Linked DNA regions of Salmo salar: region 2 is linked to region 1. The links are chromatin contacts, called in public Hi-C maps. All regions are on one chromosome and are shown on one strand. The core of a region is the stretch at or near the end of the contact, and the rest is flanking DNA. Distances in the headings are between cores, read along the strand shown.

Region 1 (6,740 bases), core at 1,315-3,814:
TTACTTTCTTGAAGTCCTGGAACCAGTTTGTAGACAATGTCTTGCATCACTCGATCCAATTTCAGGTTCAATAAAGGCTGGGTTTCATGAATCTTTATGTTGCACATTGGACAATACTTGCTGGTTTGGAGGTATTTCACGATACAACTTTTACAGACTGAAATAGAAGCAGAAGAGACATTGGCCATTACAGTCCCTGAAAAAGGATATTCTTTATAATAACATTAAAATGCACTATACAAACTTGTTTTATTACCATGTACACTACATGACAAAGTATGTGGACACCTGCTCATCAAACATTTCATTCCAAGATCATGGGCATTAATATGGAGTTGGTCCCACATTTGCTGCTATAACAGCCTCCACTCTTCTGGGAAGGCTTTCCACTAGACGTTAGAACATTGCTGCAGGGACTTCCATTCAGCCACATGAGCATTAGTGAGGTTGGGCACTGATGTTGGGCGATTAGGCCTGGCTCACAGTTGGCATTCCAATTCAACCTTTAAAAGGAAAGGGCCTTCCTCCAACTTGCCACAAAGTAGGAAGTGTAGAATGTCATTGTATGCTGTAGTGTTAAGATTTCCCTTCAATGAAACTAAGGGGCCTAGCCCAAATCATGAAAAACAACCCCAGACCATTATTCCCCCTCCAAACTTTACAGTTGTCACTATGCATTTGAGCAAGTAGCGTTCTCCTGGCATCCGCCAAACACAGATTTGTCTGTCGGACTGCCAGATGGTGAAGCTTCATTCATCACTCCAGAGAATGCGTTTCCACTGCTCCAGAGTCCAATGGGGGCAAGCTTTACACCACTCCAGCTGACACTTGGCATTGCGCATGGTGATCTTAGACTTGTGTGCAGCTGCTCGGCCATGGAAGCCCATTTTACATGAAGCTCCCGACGAACAGTTCTTGGGCTGATGGTCCAGAGGCAGTTTGGAACTCGGTAGTGAGTGTTGCAACTGAGGACAGACGATTTTCACACACTACAGCACTTGGCGACCCCATTCTGTAAGTTTGTGTGGCCTACCACTTCATGGCTGACTCGTTGTTGCTCCTAGACACTTCCACTTCACAATAACAGCACTTATAGTTGACCATAGCAGCTCTAGCCCGGCAGAAATTTGATGAACTGACTTGTTGGAAAGGTGGCATCCTAAGACCGTGCCATGTTGAAAGTCACTGAGCTCTTCAGTAGGCCATTCTACTGCCAATGTTTGTCTTCGGAGATTGCACGGCGGTGTGCTCGATTTTATACACCTGTCAGCAACAGTTGTGACTGAAATTACCGAATCTACTCATTTGAAGGGTGTCCACATACTTTCGTATATATAGTGCATTACTGCACTTTTGAAGCTAGAAACAAGTATTTCGCTGCACTTGTAAATCTGTGTACGAGACCAACAAACTTTGATTTGTACACATTCACATGCAGTAAAAGTTAGCCTATTTCCTCAGAGAGGTAACGTCATAAGAGCCAAAACATAGAAAACACAGGCTAGGCCCACTTACATGTATGCAGACACTCGGTAATAGTTGTGGCATCGATGAAGTACCCAGCACAGAGATAGCACACTATGTGCTCGTTCAGGTCTTTGATCTTCAACTTCACTTCCTCCTGCAACAATATGAAGTTGCTATTGAAATCTCAAGAATATAAAGTATCCCATTGCAGTTTCGTTACATTGTTGCTACTTGGTGTAAAAGTTAAAAATATATATATATAAATAGCAGAATGATGATATTCTAGAGGAGCCTGGTGAGTTCATTCAAATAACTCGATTGCGCGTGCTCTTTTCCACTACTTTGAGCAGGTGGGTGTGTCAGGTGGTTGCAACGTTGTACCTAGGTATGATTGCTAACACAATGGCAAGTAACAGTGTAGCATTACATTTACACACATATCTTTATAAAGTTATAGTTAGCAACCCAGTACGCTACACACGGAATTGCAAATATTGGACACAGGTAAGTCACTTTACAAGCAAGGTTTGACAAGCCCGTCACGAGAAGCTATCTAGCCTAGCGAACACAATTAGCTGCTACTAGTTAATAAGTGTAAGAACTAAAACATCACTGTCAAAATATTTTAACCATGCAAAACGCACATTAGTATTTTAACAAACAATGCACCGCGTTTCTGGTGTAAACCGGGGGGAAATGGGTAGTTTGAACGGTACACATTTGCACGAATTACCTGCATTAGCTGCCCAGAACAACAACACGGGTGGACTTCTTCCACACACGCCTGCGCACACATGGTAGGCAGCTCTCTCTCCATCACTTAGGGACGGGAGAAAGCGCTCGCATTGCTGCCTTTCCTCGTCGTAACTAGTTATGCGGCTAGATCCAGCCCTGATCAACTCAAACAATTCTCACTGGTCTATAGAGTCCAAAATTAATTGGTACCTACCTCATTTCGTAACGGGTCGAGCTTATATACGGACTGGAGTTGATTTCTTAGCCGCATAGCTATCGCCATTGGCCCTTGCTCCGCCATCTTTGGGAATTATTCGTATTTCCGGGTGGAAGGAGTGTGTTGAAGAGCATGCTCCAAGTCCGTTCTGTGGCTGAATTTCAATCATCTTTCATCGTGTCCTGCCCTCTAATCCTTCACTCGCTTCCTATTTTGTTTTCTCACTCGCTACCTACTCAAAACTCACCATCAAACGTCAGTGACGTTTTTATGTGTTAAATATTTTAATGAATAACACCTCGAAAAATACTAAACTAAAAGCAGAACACAAATTACAGAACGGTGAGTCCTGTTACTCAGCTTGCATTTCTTAGCATACAGCTTCTCATGATGGGTTGTACGCTGCGTGTAGGACAAAGCTATACTACTTAAAATAATAAATTATATTTGCATGGAGAAATTAAGTTGGCCTAATAGTGACAGCACTAGCACCTTCTATGCCATACGAGCCATATGGCTCACTGTTGGGCTCACACACAGAAACGTTTTTGAATAGCCTTGTATGGTAGGCTCTGTGCTACCTGTCTCTTGTCAGTAGATGGCACTGGAAGCATACGACTCAATATTGTTAGACAACAGCAACATTTATTGGGTAGAAATTGTCCATATAAATAGTTTTTCACGTTAGTTGTTGGCCAATATCTTAGTTTGGAGATTGCAATCACCACTACGGTTATAGAGCATAGGCTACTCATCCACAGGGGTAAGCTACACTGTGTGACATATTTAAAAGAAATGGTGTTCTCAGTGACGACAGTCATAGTAATAAAACTATATCAATTATGCAGGGGCGAAAATCTGATATCCACTTTGGAGGGGACAATTACATGAAATTTTCTCAAGAGCAATTCCTGAGGGGGACACCAAAAGTGCTGCTGTAACACATAGCCTACATTGTAATATGGTAAATGTATATTGAGGAACCAAAGAAATAAGGTGTTTGCTGTACTCCTAACTACTGGTACCCAAAACTACACAACTAATCACAACAGCAATACCATTGCCTTTAACAAATCTTAGTTCAGTCACCAGTTTAAGTTGCGAGTGGGGGTATCCATGGCATTTTCCAATTATGTTCCTATTTTACGAGTCAAAAAAATTGAGAACCTTTCATAATGTTGCCAAACAAAGACTCAACAAACTTACCTGAGACTCCCTGTCCCTGCCTATCTTTCCCCAGCTCTGCTGTCTGTGTGCCATCTGTTGCCTGCTCTGCCTAATGACATCATTGTGAAAAATTTCCATTAAAATTGTATTTCTTTCTTATGAACATTTTATCAACTAGTCTTTGAGATATTAGGCTACTAGGGTTCTTACTATGCGTTTTGGTGTATTGAAAAATACTCTGATGTCCGTCTTATTTTTCTGCCATTTTTCTACCTGGCTGGCTGGCTACACACACAGTGTGTAGGTTATTTACAGTAGGAGATGGGCTTCTATCATCTTCAATCATTCTATATGGGCTTCGATCTAAAAGGTAGCTAGCAAATGTGAAACGGATTCAAATGACAAGAGTTGACAGCTGTATGAGTTCACCATTTACACAACATATGCTGCAACCTTTTGTAATTTTAATAGTTTGTTTCATATTGGCTGGCTTCCAACAATAGCTGAATTTGCAAAGCTAGCGAGCACCAATTCAGTTTCAGTGGTGTTTGCTATAATCTTTGCTACCCGGGTTAAATAAAGGTGAAATAAAATAAATAAATAAATAAAAGTTCCCTTGCGACAATTTAGCTTTTGCAACGAGACCATTAAATATATTTAAGACAATGGTAGAAGAGAGTGTAGTTCTGTTCAGTTTGGACTTCAGTTTATCGCTAACCTTATCACAGGGACTTTGAAGCACTAACTTACATCATCTGCATGCTGATTCCATCTTTGATGACGCCACATAAATGCAATAGGTACTAGCTAGCTTAATAGTTAATATTTTCGCGCTAGCTCTGCATATTCAGCTAGTGTGTGTGTGCGCGATTGACTGGATGAACCTCAAGGCAGTTACGTAGCAAGCTAAGGAACTGGCAGTGGATCAAACCATTGTGAGGCAAAGGGCGGGGGGGTTGCAATCTTTTGAAACTTAAAAACGCGCTATTAAGTGTCTATAATCAGCACAATTGCTTTCATTACGTATTATTAATATTATTTAAATTACATAGTTATGTTTCAGTGATATATTGGGGGGGACAAATCATATTTTTCCCAGGATGGGGGGGTCGTGTCCCCCCCGGGATTTCCGCCCCTGCAATTATGTCCATAAATTTAACCAATTTTCCCTTAGGTGAATCTTTAGAGATCACCACTACATATTGCCTTTTAAAATATGTCATTTGTACCATATGGAATGATATTGTATGGTCGCTTTGAGCACAGGTTTGCTGTGACAAGTTTCAGAGAAGTAGCATCTATAAAAAAGAAAATTATGTAAGTTAACTTTTGAGTCGCTCCTTCATTGATGGAAAGTGCTCTGGGCTGTCTTGAACGTTTATTTAGAATTTGTAGTGAAATCCCCCAGTGGCTTTCTATCTGTGCACCACCCAAATGTTATGTTGTCTTGAACAAAAGCTCATGTTGTCTCACCCTTTGTAATTTGTCAATGTCGCACTCATTCAAAATATGTAGCACATTGTCTCCCACTCCATGGTAAAGCACGTTGTTGTTTGGTAAGCCAATGGAATATACGCATGGAGTGTTTTTTGAACCCCATTTGGTGCAATGTCAAAAAACTGTAGGACTAATAGGTGCATTCAATTGATTCTGGAAAGATGTACATGATTTACACATAACACGTTTCACGTTTACAGAAGAATTTTACTGAAGGTTTAAAAAAGCTTCTAAAGTTAGAATTTTACGATGCAGAGTAAGACATACAAAATAGTCACACAAGAGGAATAAAATATATAGCTCTGTTATTGTGTATTTTATTCCTTTTGTGTTACTATTAGATTTTTTTTAACTGCATCGTTGGGAAGGGTTCGTAAGCAAGAATTTCAAGGTTAAGTACACCTGTTGTATTTGGCACATGTGACAAATACAATTGTATTTTATTTGCAGAGGCCCACTCACATCATATAACAGAGATACCTGTCTAAACTGTGTTCTGGACCTGAAAAGGAAAGACAAGTATCCACCAGATCCAGATTTGATCCAGTCAATCTAAATTGGGAGATGGCAAGAAGAGGACAAGCGATACTTCATTCTTGGCAGCCCTATGTGGTTGAAAAGCCGTCGTGATCAGCCTCGCTTCACTGAGCCTTTATAGTCGGCCTTGTGTCCCCACTGTCTGCCGTTCCCTCTTGCTGTGTAATGTCTTATCTATAAGGCCTGCTAGGTCAGTGCTTATCTGATTGACAGGGCTTTTGACTCCATGCAATATCCAAATTACCTGAGGGCCCGGAGACAGGAGATCACAGTATGGCAAAACACGTCAGCCAGGAGAGAGAGGGATGGGAAAGAGAGAGAGAGATATGTCAGAGAGGGCGCACTGAGCCTTTCATTTATTCTCATTACCTCACATAGGACATGGACAATGGGGCCCTTTTTTTCTTGGACAGTCTGTAAATCCGCTTGACTTCTCAGCCCTTTTATTTGAAATTATGAGTTTATCTGATTCAAACACCTGCCAGGCAAGACGGAGAGGTCCAAAGATGAAACACCATCCATATAAGTGGACCGTGTAAAACATGTCACCCAACAATTTGCATAGCAGGAAGTAATAGATAATAAATAGGTTTATAGACAAATCTCATGGTTAGAAAATCCAGACTATAGTTGGCAGGAAGTACAGTGCACCTTTATTTCTGATTTGACATATGAAACGGCTAGTTCAGGTGTGCACTGTAGTAAGGCATTGGCTCAGAAAGAGGAAACATGTTTGTTGTTGAAATAGCACTAGAACATAGCCTGCAGCACATCGTTGACTGTGGTCTCGTCTCCAAATTGAATATTTGCTTTAAATTAGTATCGTGGAATGTCAACGTCCTCATCAAAACAGGAAAGAATCCTCCAACGTTGCACACTGAATCAATTGACTGACATCCAATAACTGATAAAGACCCAGTCCTGGACGGCCTGTGCCAAAAACAGCCAAACAAACATTCTGCGGGGGAATCTGCGCTCCGCCATGCCAAAACGAGGCCCCATCCCGTCCCAGCCGGGGCACATAGATTTTTTTTATCCCCGGCCCTCTCGGAGCAATCAGAGCATGCAGGGGTGGGCGTGGCTTTTGTCTCCGCTGCTCCCCGCAATTGGCCGCCAAGTG
Region 2 (5,923 bases), core at 806-3,305, 140 kb after region 1:
ATATTTTATTATTATAAATTGTTTTGGTGGGCTCCCCCAAAAAATGTCACTTAGGTCCCCAAAAGGCTAGGGCTGGCTCTGACTGCATGTGTGGGTATAGATGTGGGTACATAGACCCCCAAGCCACTGAGACCCAACATGAGTTCAGATTTTGTTGTGGCCCCCACCCCCATCAAAGTTGCCCATCCTTGCTTTAGGAGAGACCAGGCCTGACATCATGGAGAATTAGCCCCTCACTGGCATGGCCTTGCCATAATCAAATCACATGCGCCGAATACAACAGGTGTAGACCTTACCGTGAAATGCTTAAGCCCTTAACTAACAATCCAGTTCAAGAAATAGAGTTAAGAAAATATTTACAAAATAACAAGCGTAGGTCGCTGTCTCTATAGCCACAAATGTAGCGTGAGGAAAGATAGTAATAGGTTGTGTGGTTCATTGAATCCAGCCCAGTGTTGTGACTTGGGTCATGGCCAAAAATACCTGTAGCATCTGTGTAGACCTGTGTAGTAACACTGTAATTACTACAGTAACAACACGTTATTTGAGTAATTGCATGGTAATGGAGTGGAGTGTTTTTCACTATTACAAAAGTGGAATAAGGGACAGGGTTAAAAGAACATTCCTAAAGCTTAAGGTGAGTAAGAGCACGAACAAGGGCGATTCATCATTCTAAAACACTCACAGAGGGCAGCACGGACGGCTTCAGCACAGCCAGTGGAATTTTGGTGGTCTTTCCGTCGTATGTGACACCCTCGATCTCCACCGTGTGAAACTTATCCTCGGCCTCCGCACCCAGGCACACCTGCAACACCAACAGCTGTTTTACAGATATGATATTGTATGTTTTTCCATGTTGGAACACGCCAACACCCTCTAGTCTCCCTCATTTGTCTGTCAATCATCATCTTTGCTTGGTGGCAAATAGGGAGAGTGACTGAAAGAATGTTACAATGAGGATATCTATTTAGAGGATAGGAACGGGGTCATTTGGAAAGCTAGGAAAAGGAGCAGAAAACAAATAAAAACGTTGTCTGTTGATGAATATGTTATTCCTTTAAATACACATCAAAGAACTGTGACTAGTAGAAATCTCTACTCATTATGTTGACAAAGGTGAACTTGGTATTGTGGTGTACTGGTACAAAGGGATTTCTGATATTTTCCAAAAGTAATGAAACAAAAGGGAAACAGGTGAAATAGAGACTAGATATTCCATTACATAAAATACAAGTTTTCATTGTATTTGTCAAAAGACATTCTTTAACAGGTGCCAGTCTGCACAGGTGCAAAGATAAATATACTGCACAAAGTGTAAAAATAAATGGACTTGATGAAGAATATTTAAGAACATACAGCTAACTGAATTATTAAAATTAAATTAACTCACAGTAGTTGTAGCATAGTGGAATGCATCAGTTGTCACGAACTAATACATTTTTATTGTTTTAAAACGCCATGATGAAATGTTGGCCAAGTAGCTAGCTAGCTACAATATGATATTCTGTAATGGAAACCCGATCTCAGAACTGGCATCATAATCTTACTGCTTTGAGTGACAGCTGATGATCCGCATCATCGTCCTCCACCTCGACTTTGAACTCCTTTTTGTCCGATTTGAGTGCACAACCTGATGTTCACAACACACAGGTTAGCAAACTCTAAGCAAATAGCTGTTGACATTCTACATTGAAAACAGAAATTTAACAGTATCATTGATAACAAATTAAGCTAGCTTGCTAGCTAGTCTGCTAGCTTGCTAGCTAGCTAACTCGCAAACAAAAGAGGGTATTGCTGAATTGGCGCGAGAAGCTCATATGCATTGCTAGCTTAATATAGACATTTGGTGTGTTTGGGAGTTATAGCTATGTAACAAAGTACAAATGTCTGCTACTACTAACTGTGCATTAAAATTAATCTTGGCAGTACAGACGTGCTCACCAAATAAATACATTTGAGGTCTGGTTAAATCTGGGACGCTATTCTCCGCCATTTTCCCCCTGAATGTTATTGTTCTGTTCCGTAAAGGCAAGTGACCGCTCAGTAAGCCAATGGGATAGCTAAAAGGAAGTTGTGGAAATCATATTCGTCCAATCGAATCAAAGCCTGGGTGGGACAAAAAGGGGGAACCCCACTATGGTTTGCGTCCACCAGATGGAGACAATGCAAAGGAACTATAAATAATCCTGTGATACTTGAGATTTGAAAATCTACTGTAGTATGATATTACTGTTTTGTAATGGTGTGTAACACTTGCCATTAATATTGCTTTTATACCTGTGTAGTAACACTGTACATCTGTAGCCCTGAAGTGTTTTGAAAGGCTGGTCATGGCTCACATCAACACCATCATCCCAGAAACCCTAGACACACTCCAATTCGCATACCGTCCCACAGATGACGCAATCTCTATTGCACTCCACACTGCCCTTTCCTACCTGGACAAAAGGAACACCTACGTGAGAATTCTGGTGATTGACTACAGTTCAGCGTTCAACACCATAGTGCCCTCAAAGCTCATAACTAAGCTAAGGATCCTGGGACTAAACACCTACCTCTGCAACTGTATCTTAGACTTCCTGACAGGTCACCGCCAGGTGGTAAGGGTAAGCAAAAACACATCTGCCACGCTGATCGTCAACATGGGGTCCCTCAGGGGGGCTTAGTCCCCTCCTGCACTCCCTGTTCACCCACAACTGCGTGGCTGAGCACAACTCCAACACCATCATTAAGTTTGCAGACGACACCCCAGTGGTAGGCCTGATTTTTACATTTTAGTCATTTAGTAGACGCTCTTATCCAGAGCGACTTACAGTAGTGAATTCATACATTTCATACAATTGTTTTTTTTCCCATACTGGTCCCCTGTGGGAATCAAACCCACAACCCTGGCGTTGCAAACACCATGCTCTACCAACTGAGCCACACTGATCACCAACAATGATGAGACAGCCTATAGAGAGGAGCTGTCCATCAACGTGAACAAGACAAATTAGCTGATCGTGGACTATAGGAAAAGGAGGGCTGAGCGTTCCCCAATTCACATTGATGGGGCTGTAGTGGAGCAGGTCGAGAGCTTCAAGTTCCTTGGTGTCCCCATCAAAAACAAACTATCATGGTCCAAACACACCGAGGCAGTCGTGAAGAGGGCACGACAATGCCTATTCTCCCTCAGGAGATTTGGCATGGGTCCCCAGATCCTCCAAATGTTTTACAGCTGCACCATCGAGAGGATCCTGACTGGTTGCATCACCGCCTCATATGGCAGCAGCTCGGTTTCCAACCACAAGGTGCTACAGGGGGTAGCGCGTACGGCCCAGTACATCACTGGGGCCAAGCTTCCTGCCATCCAGGACCTCTAAACCAGGTGGTGTCAGAGGAAGGCCCTAAAGATTATCAAGAACTCCAGCCACCCAAGTCATAGACTGTTCTCTCTGCTACCACACGGCTAGCGGTACCGGAGCGCCAAGTCTAGGTCCAAGAGGTTTCTTAACAGCTTCAACCTCCAAGCCATAAGACTGCTGAACAGTTTACACTGCTGCTACTCGCTGTTTATTATCTATGCAGTCACTTTACCCCTACCTACAAGTACATATGACCTCAATTACCTCGACTAACCCGTACCCCTGCACATTGACTCGGTACCGGTAGCCCCCGTATATAGCCTCATTATTGTTATCTTATTGTGTAACTTTTTTTTTGCTTCGTTTATTTAGCAAATATTTTCTTACCCTGCATTGTTGGTTAAGAGCTAGTAAGTAAGCATTTCATGGTAAGGTCTACAACTGTTGTGTTCGGCGCATGTGACAAATACAATTTTATTTGATGTACTACATAACATTGCTACTTTTGTCCGTGCACAGTATTGGAGTAGTGTTTGACATAAGGAACTGTCCCTATTTCTCCAACTACATAAACCACTTGCTGTGCAAAAACAATAATACTATCTACAACATGTTAATTCAGTGTTGTGCAAAAAAATAATGTCTCTACTAGGTACAAGACCAACCTAACTTAAAGTGTTGCAGTGGGTCAAAAGAACAGGAGCAATTTTTGGGCGTCACATTATCTAATGTATCTTCATTCCTATAAAGGATTTGAAATGCTTGTGTCTTCTACATCAATTAAGTGTTTATTGTTGGTTTGTCAGCTGTCCTCTTTTAAAAGAGATTTAGTGTCGCAACCTTATGCAGGTTCAAGGTGAAAAGCATTTATGCTACGACTCAATAGAAACAGAGCACACATTAAAGGTGACTGACCCGTATCAAACATATAGCTTAACTCAAAGAGATGCCCGTATTATCATACATCCAGAAGGAATGGCGGTGTTTCATGCATGTGTGAAAGAGCCTGGGGTTTGAAGTCTTGTTTGTGTAGCAAAGTCTGCTCTGGCTTGTCTCAAGAGCCCTTTGTGCAGGTGATACATGGCCCATGCACTCAATCAACACTTTTCTTCCAGGCGCCCTCTGAATCATGAGAGTCACCACGATCAGGTAGCTCTGGACTGATGCCACAAAGACTACTGTCACTACGACAAGGCGACTCCGCCATTCCACAGGTCAGATTCCACTTGATGTGAAATATCATACAATACTAGCTTGTCTTTGTGTGTTAAAAACACTGAAAGTTAATGCTACTTATTTCTCCCAGCAGAATGTCTCTGGTTTGGTGACAACAACACGCTTACTGTACACACGCCCTTAGTAGCTACATATACCTTTAGGACGACCCCAACTTGTAATATTAAATCAATTTTGTTTAATAAAAATACATTTTTAATTCAGTGAGTGAGAACTAAATTGCGTGGCTATTCTTAATAATTTAGTTAAGGACAAGATAAAAAATATTTTGCCAATTCTATCTATTTAACAGGAAAACAACAAAGATCCCAATCTACTGTGAGATCTATGGACTGGGTTTATTTCATCAGCGGCAGCATTTTTGGCTTATCTTTGACGTATGTTGACTTCTTCCCACCAAAGCGAATCTTCAGTACAAAACATCCGTGCTTCATTCAGAAGTATTCATTCAGAAGTATTTTGAAGTCCTACACATGCTACTAAAGATGCCAGACCCCACTGAGGGTTGAGGCGGGGGGCATGCTACTAAAGATACCGGATCCCGCTGACGGATGAGGAAGAGGGCAAAAAAACTAAAACTTTTAGTTTGCTCACACTCTCAACAGATTGAGTGTTGGAATGAATTGGAAAATGTAGAGGTCTTCGATACTTCTCTTTGAGTGTGAACCACTTGTTTATGTATTTAACTAGTCACAGGTTTCATTTGCACAAAGGCAGCTGAAGAGGTTGGGTGAATGCTGGTATGGTATCCAAAGGAGGTATTTTATATAGGCTTTTTGACTGTAAATGGATCCAAAATCACAACTGACCATATAGTTTTTTTGCTTTCAATACACTTTAAGAAACTGGAAAAGAGGAATCTTTATTAATAGAAAAGGGTAGTCGCAGTTCTAACATATGATGTATAGTAGTATTTTGGTGCCCTGATTGAAAACAGAGTACCTGATAGGAATTCTGATGTACTTTGAACCTCTTGCTCTTGTTCTTGTGTGGTGACATTTTATTGGCTACGGGTAAGGCTCTTTGGTGGAAAGGGTAAAAAAACATACTCAGCTTTGGGAAAAAAAGTTTTTAAGCACCTGTAGCAAAACACAATGCACGATTTTGAAAACAGTAAGGATGAGGTATTTTTGTAAAATGGGCCAAGTCACGTCTTTATGGCATCTGAGACAGCAGGATGAAAGAGGCCCACGGTCTGGGCAGAGGAAATGGGGGTTGAGTAGGCGTCACCTGGACAACTGCCTGCAATTGACAGGATCTCAACCAGGCGAGACACCCTCTAAACCGACAAAACACGCAGTCTCCGTGCAGAAAGGGTGGCAGACAGTTGTTTTGAACTATGG

The links. A called contact is a pair of places that touch in the nucleus more often than the background predicts.
Region 2: a Hi-C map of muscle shows a contact between it and region 1, with 5 times the contacts expected there. The contact joins the promoter of npm1b here to the promoter of pcgf1 in region 1. A contact is called at or near these places in 3 of 3 Hi-C or Micro-C datasets (blood, gill and muscle).

The regions. Positions count from the first base shown.
Region 1 is chrssa05:30,403,024-30,409,763 of Ssal_v3.1, forward strand. pcgf1 (polycomb group ring finger 1) reads right to left here and starts at 2,565. Exons shown (of 9, transcript XM_014199354.2): 1 at 2,417-2,565; 2 at 1,516-1,624; 3 at 5-157. The coding sequence starts at 2,503.
Region 2 is chrssa05:30,545,816-30,551,738 of Ssal_v3.1, forward strand. It overlaps npm1b (nucleophosmin 1b), which reads right to left and starts at 2,056. Exons shown (of 11, transcript XM_014199388.2): 1 at 1,942-2,056; 2 at 1,548-1,630; 3 at 686-805. The coding sequence starts at 1,993.